Linked DNA regions of Oryzias latipes: region 2 is linked to region 1. A link is a contact called in public Hi-C data. All regions are on one chromosome and are shown on one strand. The core of a region is the stretch at or near the end of the contact, and the rest is flanking DNA. Distances in the headings are between cores, read along the strand shown. Region 1 holds the start of LOC101161486 (arf-GAP with coiled-coil, ANK repeat and PH domain-containing protein 3). Region 2 overlaps LOC101161486 (arf-GAP with coiled-coil, ANK repeat and PH domain-containing protein 3).

Region 1 (7,491 bases), core at 2,875-5,374:
AAAAAGAGAGAACCCATTGTCAATATTCAAATATCCCTTTCATAAAATAAACCTCAAGCACTTAGTGTCACTGAAGGTGGCGTCCGCATGCGCCTATGTCAGAAAATACTGGATATCAGATCTTCTGCATGCCACACGCTAAACCTGCATTCTGTATCAACAAAACCCAAACCGGGTCACTAAATGCATGCGTTCATGCATTTATGTAGCTGCAGACTTTCTCCAGTAGTGTGCTACTTTAAAATCTACCAACTGCTGACTCTACAGATTCACAAAGGAGCTCTGTGGACTCTTTGATCTTCAACTTATGAAAAGAGTTGGAGCAATAGGAGGAAATGATGGTAGATGGGTGATCTAAAAAAGACCTACAGAGGATTTTTGCAAAATGAATCTAAAACGGAATAAAATTAAATAATGCGAGATATTTTGTAGTTTTTGGAAAAAGGAAACTTTACCATTTTAAAACAAAAATATAGTTGATACATTTCCTTTATCTCATTACACTTATAATACTTCAAGAGACAAAATATTTTGGGGACCTGTCCACACCAGTGACCCTTCCGCTGGACCCATCCTCCATTAAAGCAAGGAGCCAGACCCACGAGATCACGACTCTATTTACTGAGGAGGCTCCATCCCTGATGTGGAGGCTCAACATAAAGAAAACACAAAATGCAAATGAACTACATACAGAAACGTAAAAACTTAGATAATCAACCAGATGTATAAATAAAGAAACCTTAATGGACAGATATAAATCACCAAACGTGAAATTTAAAATAAACAGAAAAGATCCAATCAAATAAGGAAAAAGAAAAAAGTATGAATTCTTAAAATAGCTTACATTTCAAATAAATATATTCCTAAATTTATGGTAAAAACCTGATTAGAAAGGTAGGTCTTGACTCTTTCTTTTAAAAACCTGAACCGTCTCTGCGGCTCTGAGGTTCCCTGGGAGGCTGTTCCACAGGTGAGGTCCATAAAAACTGAAGGAAGCCTTGCTGTAAGCTTTGGTTCTAACTGTAGAAATTACTTAGGGTGTATTCAGACTAAAACATTAGGTCCACTTTAAGTGAACCAGAGTTCGTTTCCCCCGATAATCCGGAACAAATTTTCAGTCTGAACGCACCAAAGTGGACCCTTGTCCAGAAGCAGGAACCGCTCTCGGACCCATCTGTCAAGGTGGTCTTGGTTCATTTCCAATCAAACTGAGCTCCAGTTCGCTCTTAGTTTCCTCAGTCCAAATAGGCTCTGTGCTCGGAGCGGAACAACTGGACCAAAATGACCACCGTAACCAGGCATTAAAGACTGTAAACAGAGTAGGAAATGCCGCGGGCACATATGGAGCAACAGCAACTCATTAAAATGTGGTTGGATGAATTATTTAATGATGAATGTTGGATGAATGATTTAGTGTAGCTCATTGAAACAACTTTTAATGTGATACACATTGCTGCTCACTGTTTTCCTGACAATTTACAGTATATGTCGTGAACAGTTCTCAGTTTACCTTCCTAGCCGTCGTCTCCCCGGTAACCGCCCTGCAGCATGCCTCCACTGCACCAAAGTAAAAAGTGTTGTATGTGACGTTGATACAGGCATTCAAAATTGGTCAGAGAAATATAATGTTTGAATAAGTGAATTATCCTAACAAAGTCTGCAAAGCGCAGCACTTCCATTATTTTTTCTCTCTGTGCTTTGACCCTCGTAATTCCTGGCCAATGACTATAGAGACCTTTAGTCACATGCTTTTGGTTACATGCTTTGGTTTGAAACAGAAATGTCCAGTTGAAGGCAGCCTGAAAACAGACCAAACTCAAGGTTCAGAATTCAATCCGGACCAAATTACCGGTAAACTGACTCAGACCGGATCAACTGACTTTTCCAGTCTGAAAACACCATAAGAGGTCTGTTCCTCATACTGTAAAATCATGTCTAATAGATATGAGGGTCTAGGACCATAAAAACACTCATAAACCAATGAAAGAATTTTAAAATCAAATCATTTGGGGGTGGTACGTGCCAAACCTAGCTCGCACCACAAAGAAAAAAGTGATTTCAAAGGAGAAAACCAGTTTATCCTGCTAAACCTCTGTCTATAAATCATAATTGAACATTTTCACCGCACCCTGTAACAACACTGTTTACTTATGAGACTAAAATAGTCTTTTCAGAAGAAGCCCCTTCACTGTCCATTTTCAAAACCCGTTTAAAAACCCATTTTTATGCCCTGGCTTTTAACCCAATATGAGACCACTGTTTTTCTAACTGTTTACTGTTTTCTATAGTTTTATCTCCCTCTGTGTTTCTCCCCCCTTAACATGTTTTAATGTTTGTCTCTTACTATTGTGTTCAGCAATTTGTCTCAACTACTGTTGAATGAAAGTGCTATATAAATAAAGTTGAGTTGAGTTTTCTTTCCTTATTTTATTCCTTATTTTATCCTTATTTTATTTAATTCTACCTTTTTATATTGTTGGAAGAGAGTTGATGGAAAAAATTTCAATGTGCACTGCAGAATGATAATAAAAGATTCGGATTCTGATTCTTTCTTTTGGATCCATGTATATTTGTCTGTTATTTGGTTCACTATGTAGTCTGTCATGTAGTCTGTCTTATCTCTGTTGAAAGTCAAGACTTTTTGGTATTTTGCCCTTATTTTTCAGAGGTTGTGTATATCTCAATACAAAAAAAAGCACAAGAGTTCAAAAAATGTTTTGTTTTGTTTGCAGCTTTTCTCTGCACCGTATTTACCCACGTGTTTCTTTTTATTGTATTATTAGATGTGATTTGCACTCATTCAGGTTTAGGTTTTTTGTTTTTTCTGTGGTCTTGTGATCCACAGGTCATTTATTCCTGTTTGTTTCACTTCATACCCGGGGGGGCATTTACTCTCAGGTAGATGGGTTCATTTACAGATAGACTGGTACCCTCGCTTTGAAGTGGGCCAGGGTCGAAGAGTTTTTGAAGGTCTTCACCAGGTTTGCATTCCACCTGCTATTTTGATCCATTCTTTCATGTTATCCCTCTAAAGTCACACTCTGATCACCTTTTGATCTACTTTGTTTTACATAGTTTCTGCAGAGCGGCAGTGCTTCATTAGAAATTGAGGGTGGGACTGTTGGCGCGGAGTAAACCCGCCCCCACTTACCCTCCCCGTTTCTGAGAGCTCTCTGTTTACATGCTCTCCCCCACACCCCCAGCCTAACATTACCGGTGCAACAAAAATGGTGAGCTTAATCAGAGCTATTCAGTCGTACAGTTTTGAGCCAGATGCCAGCTCAGACGAGAAAGACAAAGACGTAGATGGATTTGGTCAACAGGTGGATGCATTAGAATGGATCAGGGAGCTTTAGGCCCGCCCAACATATTTACTACGTCACAAATCCGAGCTTTTTCCAACTGCATTTCATTTGTCTGCTCCTAGTTCACAGTGAGTTGAATAAAAGAAATACTCAGAAATGCAATGTTTAGCTTAATTTTATCTTTACATGTCCCCCAGCATCAGAAAAATGCAACAATAACACGTTAAAAACAGCAAAAAGCACAATTTTCATAGGAGTGCTGAGTCTTTAAGGTGATAATTCAGAACAATCCCCGTGTTTTCAGCTCTATTCAAAAACTACAAGGCCGTGACGTCACGTCACCAATGTTGCTTTCAAAAATCTTTGGAAATGGGAGTTGTTGGATCGTTGAGATATCAATGTTCCATGAATGCTTAAATAATCTTAAAATAAATAAACTAAATTAATGTATGGAAAGTTGTTACTGTTTATTCTTCATCCTCCTATCTTTATAATCAATATTATTATTATTATTATTTTGGTTAGTTGTGTAAAACAATACATTAGAAAATCTTAGTAAAAAACTGAAACAAATATATAGAAGTTGTGATTAAATTAAATAAAATCTTGACCTTGTTGCAAAATTGCAGATTTTGGTGGTAATATAAAAAAGTTAAGATTGAGAACTAAAATATCGAGCTTTCTAGATCATTCTGTTTTCACCGAATCCAGTGATTTCTATCACACGTTTGCCAGGTTTCACCTGAGATTCTATAAAATCCGAGCTGAATAGGAGACCTTGAAGGCAGCAGAGGGGATGTGTAGGGAGGGAAGCGGCTCGCGCAGACCAGACAGAGCGGGACTCGGTGAGTGGAGACAGCCGGGGCAGGAGGGGTCGGGAACGGAGGACATTCTCTATCAGTCGGATACTTCCACATCAGCTTTCGTCCACACATAAGGAGATGCGAGGAGCTTTCTGAGCGCGCGGGTACTTGTCTCCGGTCCAAACATGACGGTTGACTTTGAGGACTGCATTAAGGATTCCCCCCGGTTTAGGTGAGAAAGGCAGACAAAACTCTAACCTATACCGCCGAACTGTTGATCACTGATGAAAACAAACACGCCCTTTTCTGACTGAGTTACGCCTCGTGTAGGGATGGATTGTTCGATGAGAGTTTGTCTGATTTATGCGCATTTTAAAAACTGGGAACACGATCAATGCGAGTCACGTGGTCTGATTTGGAGCCGCATCCAGAAAGATTGAGGTTACAATATTTAAAGATTTATCACCGTCTGTTACAACTGTCCTACTACACTACATCCCATCATGAACACTGGGGTCCTGGCAGGTCACTTCAGATCTCTTGTGCTTATCAAAAGACCCAGTTAATGTTCTGAAATCTTTTATTACTTTCATAAAAATCAGTGTTAATAAGAAGGAGGACATTTTCCTTAAAGTCTCCCTATGATATTTTATTAATAAAAACGTTTCTGGTTGTGTTTTAATGAGGATTATAAAGTTTAAACCAAAATCCCACAAACCTAAATGTCTTAAAAAGCCACATTTCATGTCTATATGAAGCCTCTCCAAAATCCCCGTTTAAATGGGCGTGGCCATTGTTGATAAGCTGAGTAGCCACGCCCTCGGCGGGGGCAAGACTGACAGTCTCCATTCTCAAAAGTTTAAAGAAAGGGGAACGGTTTCTTCTTGGCCGCACGGACCCAGAGGAAGTGTTAAGATTATTACAGGTTACGGTTAAGCTGCGTTCAAACCGAACGCTATTCGGGACCGTCTGAACCAAATCACCCAACAGTAATCCGAGCCGGTAATGGGTACATACTGGACAGACCCACTGCGGGATGGGGAGCCAGCCTGCTCGGGCCTCCAGAACGTTTTCGATATTTTCAATCATAAAAAAAGTCCTCTGGTTTTATTCTTGTCTCTAGCTTGACCCTTTCTGCCTTCAAACTCAGTCGGAGAGAGATCACAAATGTGGAGAAGACATTTGAGACTTTAACTTTAGTTTTCGTTTTAAATATGTGCAACCAACAACAAAATCCAGCCTTGGAGGCAATTAATATATGTGTGGTGAACACAGCCCTTGCCCCAGAGCTTGTGTATGTTGGACGGGGCAGATCAGGGAGCTTGAACATGCCCTCCTGGGCTGTTGCCTGGCAATTTGATTGACAGCGACTTAAAAGGAGAAATACTCAGAAATGCAAAAATGAAATGATTTCTTATTGCATTTCTTCTCTTTCATAAGAAAAATGTCAAAAACTGAAATTAAAACATGATTTTCATCTGACTTAAACCTATTTTAAATCACAGTTTAGAAAATAGTTTTGAAGTGCCTAAAATGGGATTTAAAAAGTCCCTAAAATTGTTATTTAACACACATTTCCACTAAATAAGTTTATAAATTGATTATTTTTTATCGATACATTTATTCTGTTTTCACATTGAGGATGCTAAAAGTAAATTAAAAGTTCAATAAATAAATGTCTTTACTTGCCTAAATAAATAAAAAAGATATAAAAAAGATTATATGTACAGCATAGTCCTTAAAAGTTTCTTGTTTCTCTATTCCATATTTTTTTTCTCAAAATTCTAAGTCGTGACATTTGGAACTTTAGTAAACTACACAAACAGGTTTCAGTGCTGGTCTCCTCAGACAAAAATGTCCTATCCCTAAAGAACATTTTTTTCTTTTCTTTAAAAAAAAAGGTGTTTTAGTGCTTCAAACCCTTTTTGATATGTTTGGTATTGATGATGTGGGGATTATGGGGAATTTGGCTAAAAACTAATTGACAGGGGATTGAATAAAAAAACAAAAGTTTGAAAACCAAAGCATTATGGGAAAAAAAAACAAAGATTCCCACTGATTCAATCAAAACTTTAAACTGGCTTGAGCAAAAGGTTACAAAAATAAATCAGGGATTTTCTACACCCACATCTAAACTTGGGTCTGTAGTCCAGCAGTGAGAGGAGTTCCAGGAATCTCTAAGATCATTTTTTATTTCGTTTTATAAAGTGCATTTCAGTGGTTATTGATACCGCTTGACATTTGACTAACACTTATTCATTTTTGTATTCTATCATTTCAAGCAGATTTTATTTGTTGTATAGGAAAAAAAAGGTACAGTGAAGTTTGGATTCTGGCTCTGTGAACATATTTAGTTACTTTCCAACACTGCTGATAAAACATCTCCCTCCTTCAAAGACTTTCCGACTTGGCAGCAGCATCTCAACAACATCTGCAGCTGGAGAAAAAAAACCACATCATTCAGTCGTCCTTGTTTTGCTAAACATCACAGCAAAGGCCCAAAAAACTGCATGCTAAAGACACAAAAGATGAAATCTAGAATCAAAACGGTTGCTGTTCAGATTTTCTCTCTTGCTAAACAGAGAGGCATTCTCACAAGTGAGCTAACCTCCAATTTCCATTCATCTTTTTGCCCAGGATGCTAAAACACACGGCAAACGGATGTTGTAGAGCTCAATGCAGCCTTTTACCTTGTTTTCAGAGTGCATTCATTCAGCTCCTTTGTAGAGCTGAAAGCACGGCCGCGTGGACTGTTGCGTAAAAACGCTGGAGGTGGATGGCTGCAGGAAAGCAGGAAAATCAAGTGTTTAACTGCGAGGATCAACATCGCACTCACAACGGTTTCCCACGCTCCTGAAATAAGGGAGGAACACAGATGTGCGGCGTGCTCTCAAGGGTCTTCCTTTCTGTTTGTCTGACCACTTATTGATCGATTGCTTTGAAGAGAAAAGTCTCTTCAAAAGGTTTTCCTGAAGCCGCCCAGACATAGCAAAACCCAGATCAAGCTGGGGTTCCTTTAGTACATTTATTGGAGAAATTATTGAAACATTGATTGTTTTAGAAGTTATGAATTGTAGGAATGCTGCTTTTTCACTTTTTCAGGTCAGACAAATTTTGAGGGGGAAAAAAACGGAACAATGGTTGTGCTTCACCTGTGACATTATTGGAAGTCTTTGAGGTTAAAGGAAAAGCTGAAACGATAAACAAGTTGGAACATTTATCATCCGTTACAACTGTGGCCTCAGGGTTCCCCCAGGGAACATTTGTGTGTGATGTGGCCGAACATATTTTGTTTTTACCGGCAGCCTTTTTCATTAGACTAATTTGTGCACATATTTTTTTGTTGTTGTAAGAAACAAGTTATAATAGCCAAAGGTAATAGG
Region 2 (7,491 bases), core at 2,172-4,671, 56 kb after region 1:
TCTAAGAACTATTGCAAAGATTAAAGAACAAAGATGGTGGAAACTAGATGTACGAGCAGGTTAGAGAACTATGAAGTCCCGCTCGTGTGCACCGTTTGGCTGTGCGGCAGTCCGGTTTTCACTGCAGCACTGAATCCTTCGTTAGCCAGCGACTGATTGGCGGCTGTGGAAAAAGGATTCAGGGCCAGCTGCTGCCAATCATTCAGGCTCTGCAGCGTCACTGTCCGTCGTCCAGCACACGTCAGACATGTCCCCCTTTGTGCCTTTCAGCTGGATCAGCTGGTGATCGATTCGGCAATGGAGAAGAGGGAGATGGAGCACAAACACGCCACCATCCAGCAGAGGGTAAGCTGTGATATCATATATATATAAATATATAATATATGTATAATAATATAAATATATATTAAAAGTATAAAAACTGTTGTGTCACTTAGTAAAAAAAATAAAATTTGTCCAGTTTGTCCATTTGATGGTAATCTCCTGTCATTTAACTAAAGTCAGATGACAATATTCACGCATAAAATCCAACAGAAATTCTTTACTTTTCAGTAGTTTATATGATTATATAAAGTCAGATTTGTCAAAGCACGGCTTTCTTGTTTTTTATCTCACTTTTCTGCATGTTTAAAGAAAACAAGGAGAAAATAAGTTGTTCCGTTTCTGCTATTGTAACATGATGTGGTACTTTGCCTTTTTGGTTCATTTTTGTAGTAATGAGGGACATGTCTGTATTTTTGTAGTTTTATCGCAATCAATTTGATCTTCCCAAAAGTCAGTATGATCCCAATTCTTACATTTTTTCAACATTTTCTTTCTCTAATTTAAAAACGTTTTTTGTCCAGGCCTTGGCAGAGCTTTATCTCCCCTGATCACGGCGCGTCTCTTGCTTTATGAAGTCTAAGTAAATAAACGGCGGTCTGTTTTGCCGCTCGGTCCTTCTGTCGTGACTGGGGAGGGATTAGACCCGCGCAGCTCGGAGGTGTTTGATTAATCTCCCTAACAAAAGCCACACATTGATAAGCTGTAAATCAGGTGGAACTAAGTGTTTTTCCTAATCCATGCTGCGGACGTCTGAGGATGGCAGCCGTCAGCACAAGTCGGAGCCTTAGCAGACCTTCAAAGTGCTGACTGCAAATATTTCTGTCTGAGTGGATCGAAACCATCAAAGTAGATGATGGAAGAAAAGCAGCTTTCTATTTGAAACATTTTATTTTCAATGTGTACTGAAAGAATAATAGAGGCTGAAAAGAATGTAAAAAAAACTGCTGGAATGAATTTTAATGCAACAAATAGTTTTTTTTTAACCATTTTTGTCAATTCCAAAGGACTCCATGTAAAACATATGAATTTCTTTTTGGTTTGGTGTACTCTAGAATTGGCTTATGAGACATGAATTACTTATTTTATCACTATATCAATATAATTAGTGAATTTAAACAGTGTTTGCCAATAAAAAGTGCTTGTTGAGATAAGAAAAAAGCTCTGTGCTGCCGAAATAAACGTTTTAAGTGTTTGCATGTATAAATCTATACTAAGATATGAGATGAAAAACACTGTTGGATGATATCTAGTGTTTTTATGTATTGTCAGGCTGAGTTAAATCATGGTAAATAAAAAGTAAAAGAAAATTGCATTCTTCAGTGCTGCAACATAAGAGATATAAGGATAAATCTTTCCAGTTACTTGCTCTATTTTCTATCCATTTGTAAATCTAGGTTGTTTTTTTTTACTTCTTCCGTTACGTTTTCATCATCCTCAGTGTTAAAAAGACACTTTTCTGGACAGAATTTATTTCGTCATCGCTTGCTCAAATTCAAGTTAAATGAGGCGATTTGCACTACGGCCAAAAATTTACAGTCGTGGCTGATGTCATCAGCAGGTGTCATGTTTCCCAGCGATCGGGCGATCCCGCTCCGATGGCCCTGCGACCGATCCCACCTGAGCCATTAGAAATCCCGTTAGCATATAAACCGGCCCTTAGGAGGTGGGAAGAAATGTGTTTTATTGTGGACATTTTTTTTAAATTTATGCTTCCATAAATTAAATATTAAGTGATTGGATGACCTGTTAGCTTAAGTCTTAGACATGGACCCAAACCAGGGGTTCAACTGTACGAGTGCCGTGGGTTTTTGGGTTGTTTGGGCCCTTGAAGGGTTGTTTGTAGAGAAGAGCGACCGCATCTTAAAAGGAGCTCAGGTGTGTCTTGCTGTCCCCTTGAGGCTCGTACGGCCACCTCAAGAGACTTCATTAAAATTCAGGATTCTTGTATTGTCATTTCTTCACAGGGATAATACGAAATTTGTTTCTCTGGTCCCAGGCCAGGCGTTTACAGTGAAAGACAGGAAGAGACATATCAATGTGATAAATTATGATTTCTATTGAATATTGCACAGAGGAGAATATATAACAGTAATAATTCCCATGATTATTGCACCGTCCTATAGTTATTGCACAGAGATTTAGCAAGTTGTCCGTGGGGGGCCTCCTGCCTGAGGGGAGCAGGGAGAACAGAGGGGTGAGTGGGGTCTTTCAGGGTGCGGGCCGCTCGTTTCCTGCATCTGGTCTCGTAGATGTCAGTGGTGGTCTGCAGGCTGCAGCCCACAGTCCTCCACGCGGCTTTAGAAAATGGAACGTACCATTATCCTGCGCGTGGTACATGGATTATTTAGGATTTGTTAGAATAATGTAAGTAGTGCACACAACTACGCTCTGGTTGTCTCATTTCCTAAATTCTAACAGTCAGGCTGCACTCAAGGAACCCACATTCATCAAATGAACAGCACAATTGTTCTCTTTGCTCAGTCCCCAAGATTTGGGGGGTTAAAAAATGGAAAATCTGTGTGACACGCCTTGCCTCGCCTACTTCCTCCTTACTTATGTTGCATCAGTGTTTGCCATGACGTGTTGCTCACAGCAGGCTCACAGAAGGGCCACCTGCGTACAGGTCTGCCTATTATGCAGCCCGTATCCACCCATATAAGGGCAGTTTCAACTTTAGACCAAACTGCTCAGTGTGAAACCATAGGAACAGTAACTCAAACTATTGTTTAGGGGGCTATTTTCCTTTGCTCCACACACTTTTTCTGCTATTCTTCACAAATGAGGCATTGAAGCTCATAAGCTCAACACCTGACAGTGTTTTGAGCTTATCCATCTCACTGGTTAGAAGCTGCAATTGAATTTCTGACAAAGAGCATTCATGTTTTAACTGTTCACAGTGTGAACATTAAAAAAAAAAAAAATGGACGTATCACATGACCCATCATATCCAAGCAGCATCCGTGTCTGTACACCGGATAGCATGTTTAATAATTCACAAAGCCTTAATTTGGGTGGGCTGGTGTCTGGCTCCCCTGTACCCCGGGATCAGCGGCCATCTGTCAGACCGCTCGCCCTTAACGTTTCCCCTCCAGGCAGTGTGGTGGTTTTCTCTGTGGCCAGTTATGGATCTGGGAGACGCTCCTTACAGTCTGACAGGGGGGTGGGGAGCATGTCGTGGTAAACGTGTGAGGGCGCGAGCTGGAGCTTGTCGTGAGGGTTTCTGCTGTGGTGGAAGTCCAGTCAGGAGAGGGGATGAGAGGTGCTGCAGACCTGAAAGATGATCAGATCATTGGGGGTGAAGACATTCTGCTGCACAAGACTCTAACTCTGTTTTCTTTTCTGTTTTTTTTTTTGTATGTTTCCAACGGCCTGGTCTTCCTCCAGACCCTCCTGCAGGTCAGTACTCTGCTTTTTGTTTGAATGTCTCTTTTTTTCAAGAACCGGATCCATTCATCCATCATTTGCATCCTAAATTAATCACTTGACTTTAGAAGAGATAATAAATTTACTTAAACGTACTAAAAGTCTCACTTAAGTGTTAAAAGTCTTTTCTAAGGAGTAGAAAACTTTACTAAAGTTTTTGACATGAAAAATTTTATTTGTGTCTAATATTCTTTTTTCTACTTGCTCTATACTTCTATACATCAATATCGTCCCGTATAAATATTTAAGTTCTAAGATTTGTATCGTATATAATTGCACTTTTATAAAAGTTAAAAAGTAAAGTTAGTAAAAAGTGGAGAAAAAACATTACATATAGAGAATCTGGCAGAATTTGAGGACATTTTGCAATGAAACAAACGTAATTGATAAAAAAGTGACTGACGCAAAGCAATAAAATGTTTTTGAAATAAAGTCACAACAACACAAATGGGATTTCATCAAAATATCTGTTTTTTAAGGCTTTCAATGGTTTAATTTAAAATTTGCGAGAAGGAAAAAAATTTCTCCATAATTTACAACTCACGTATCCTAAAACTGCTCTCATGCAGCTTCACCATAAAGGTCTTTGTTCATGTAAAAATATGCTAACTAGAGGAGCACAGGAGAGGCATCCAGTCATCAGTCAGAGCAAGTGGAAACCAGAGTCAAATCTTCTGCCGTCAAAGTTATTCATTTTTAAATGCTGCTTTAATGGAGAAGTGCTGTTCAGAGAGTAACTCTGCCTTTAGCTCCAGATCCACCTCCACTGTGGCTCTGCAGTGACCTGCTGCTGCTTTTACCCCAAAGCTTAGCGTTAAATGCATTCAAAAGTTTTACTTCTGATCCTCTTTTAATCTATTTTCAAAGCATTAAACATGATTATGCGATTTTTAGTCTAAATTTAAAAAAAACCTTTGTCGTTTTTCTAGGACCTAGTTTCTGCAGAGCAGCAGTTGTGGGCAGGACTGTTGGCACATAGCGACCCCATCCCCCTTTCCCCTTCCCGCTACTGAGAGTGGAGTGCAGGGGGTGTGTGGCCCACCCAGTGTATTTTTTACATCACAAATAAGAACTGTTTTTTTTGTTTTTGTCTGCTCCTGATTTACTAAAATCCGAATTAAGAAATAATCAGGAATGCAATTTTGAGCTTACTTTTCTTCATATTTGTCATCCATCATCTAGAAAAATGCCACCAGAACATGTTAAAAACACTATTTTTTCATAGTCTTTAAGATATAAACTGTTTTCAAACTAAATTAAAAAGAAACGTTTCCTTTTTTATTTTAGATCTTTATTCAGGCAGAAGTTTTCCTTAAACACTTACAACCAGAGCTGATTAGCTCTAAAGAAGTTTAAAATGCCACACGGTTTCTGTTCTGGTTCTGTTTTTTACAATGTTATCAATAAACTGCCATTTTTTTAATCATTTATAGTCAAAAATCCTTTTGATGCAAGTTAACGGGACAGTAAACAAGATACAATGTGGAAAACATTCAGATCTAGTTAACACCTTTAACTTTTTTGCACGTTGTGGGTTGTGTTTACATGTTGTTTCTTGTTGATTCTTAGTTTTTGGGGAACCCTTACGGTGAAAAATGTTCACCTTTGAGACTATATCTGACATTTTAGGGGCAATAAAACAAATGAATATGCAAAGTGCAATGAAAATACTGTGAATATTTGTGGCGTCACGATTCCTGAACAAAGTTGATATAATTGTATAAATCTATCTTCTTGGCTGATTTATTCTCTCTGGTGGATTTTCTTGATCCTCTCAAAGCAGAATAAGTGAAAGTCTTCAAACTTCCTGTGATCAGCCTGAGATGGCCCAGATATTTTTGAACTGATATCTTTGACGGATCCGTCAACACCGGAGCGCAGACGGCAGATCTTCTTTTTCAATGATTTGTGGTCTTTTTGGAATACCTCAGTCAGCTGTGGGCCGGATGTGTCCGTCTTGGAGGAGAAGGTGTTGAGGAAGCGCAGCTTGGGTTGAGCAGGTCCATGGGGGATTAGCTGGAAGGTAGAGGAGCAGATGTCTGGCAGGCGTTTGACAAATTCTGCAGGGATGATGGCACAGAAGGACCCGGAAGGTGACGGAGGAGCACTGACGAGCAGATTTAGTAATCACTGCTAAGAAGTGAGCTCGGCTGCGACTGTTCTGACGCACCTTCCTGCTTCTGCTGCGGCGCAGAGATTGGCCCGCTCTGAAGCCTGCTCAATAATTCACACTTGTTCACTTTTTTATTTTTTTTGCCTGTGTGACGTCCCTTGATGAAAAATAGATGATCCTTGTCGTTCGCCGGAGAGATGCTCAGTTTGTTTCGGTGTTTCCAGAAGGTAAGCCGCATTTCAGCTTTAGTTTTTCTGGCAGCTGTAAATGTTGCGCGTTTGCTGGTTGAGGCGGAGGGCCAGAGACATTCCTTCTGGGTCACCATGGGGGCAAAAACTCCCACCCACTTCAGGGGGTTTGTTAAGCCTTAGCAAGCCCTGCAGAGTCAGAGCAGCCCGGCTGTGTTTTTGGGTCAGGTGCAGCTCCGTGTTGTTGGCCAATCTTTGGCAGCTGTATGGTAATTAGCTGTAATCCTGAGGTTCATAGTTCGGTGGGCAGGTGGCGGTGGCAGGAGGGGGGGGAGGACGCGTCAGTGCAGGAATTCCTCTCTGGGCTGCAGCAGCTTTTAGCAGGAAGACCTGCTTCTGATCTGACATTTCCGTTTTCTCCGTGCCGATTCGGACTTTTGGGGGGGTTCTCCATGCTGCTGAAGCACGTTAAGCGCTTGAAAATGAAGCTCTGTTGCTGGCGTGACCACAGCTCGGTGGGTGCATAACTTTAGATGCTTCTTTCTGCACGTTTTCTGCCAATATGGATGCTGAATCAAAGCTGTCGTGATGATTGTTGATGCACTTTTTGTCCATCGTTATATTGATCGACACTGACACAGGATCAGCTGTGGATTTACATTCTGTTTCTCAGGATTATTGATAATCATCTCTTATTTAACATCACATAATCACTTAAATGAATATTTAGTAGGGGAAATGTACAGTTTTTATATAAATATAGCTTTTTAATACATTAATTACAATTGTTTTAATACAGGCTGTTTACCTTAGTTGTCAAAAATAATATCGAAATATAACAATTTCTAATTATACCTTGACTATATAGCATTTAAACAGGCTGTTGTTGCTAAAATAAGTGATGACTGAAGTTTAGTTCAATAAAAATTAGTCAAAATAGTTTTTAACTCTGTCTGAATACACACTAAAAAAGGCTTTAATTGTGATAGTTTTGGTGCAGACTTTTATTTTGTAATATTATTTGAACAACAGCCGTTTACTTTAAAATTAAGTGCTAAAAACTAAATTCATTCTTGACCTTTTGTGTATTTAACGGCCTGTGTCATGCTAACATCAGCTGAGTCATGAAATGCCTCGGTGCATCAGGACAAAGTGAAACGTCCCTACATACGTGGACCGGCACGTGATCGTTTCTGCACGGTCACACAATTGTTGCTGATTCCGTTGGCGTGTGCTGACGGTCCAGCTATGATGGGAAAGCGTGTCACCCACTGAGAGGTTTGGACGGTACGATTTTCACCTGCGGCGTTTGTGTGTTGGCTTCTAGGACTTCTCCTATGACGACTCAAAGGTGGAGTTCAACGTGGACGCGCCCAATGGTGTGGTGATGGAAGGCTATTTGTTCAAAAGGGCCAGCAACGCTTTCAAGACCTGGAACAGGTG

Evidence for each region. A called contact is a pair of places that touch in the nucleus more often than the background predicts.
Region 2: a Hi-C map of embryo shows a contact between it and region 1, with 2.6 times the contacts expected there. The contact joins the enhancer-like site here to the promoter of LOC101161486 in region 1. A contact is called at or near these places in 4 of 5 Hi-C or Micro-C datasets (embryo and fibroblasts).

What each region holds. Positions count from the first base shown.
Region 1 is chr7:23,735,730-23,743,220 of ASM223467v1, forward strand. It overlaps LOC101161486 (arf-GAP with coiled-coil, ANK repeat and PH domain-containing protein 3), which reads left to right and starts at 4,125. Exons shown (of 25, transcript XM_023956873.1): 1 at 4,125-4,340. The coding sequence starts at 4,294.
Region 2 is chr7:23,792,375-23,799,865 of ASM223467v1, forward strand. LOC101161486 (arf-GAP with coiled-coil, ANK repeat and PH domain-containing protein 3) reads left to right here. Exons shown (of 25, transcript XM_023956873.1): 9 at 271-345; 10 at 3,709-3,720; 11 at 7,376-7,488. Among protein-coding and RNA genes, the nearest start is that of LOC101161728, 25 kb to the right of the region's middle. Within about 2 kb of position 3,422, at least 1 of the 8 cell types and tissues checked has an H3K27ac peak or open chromatin away from gene starts, as enhancers often do. A contact at or near this core is called in embryo, where this site is marked.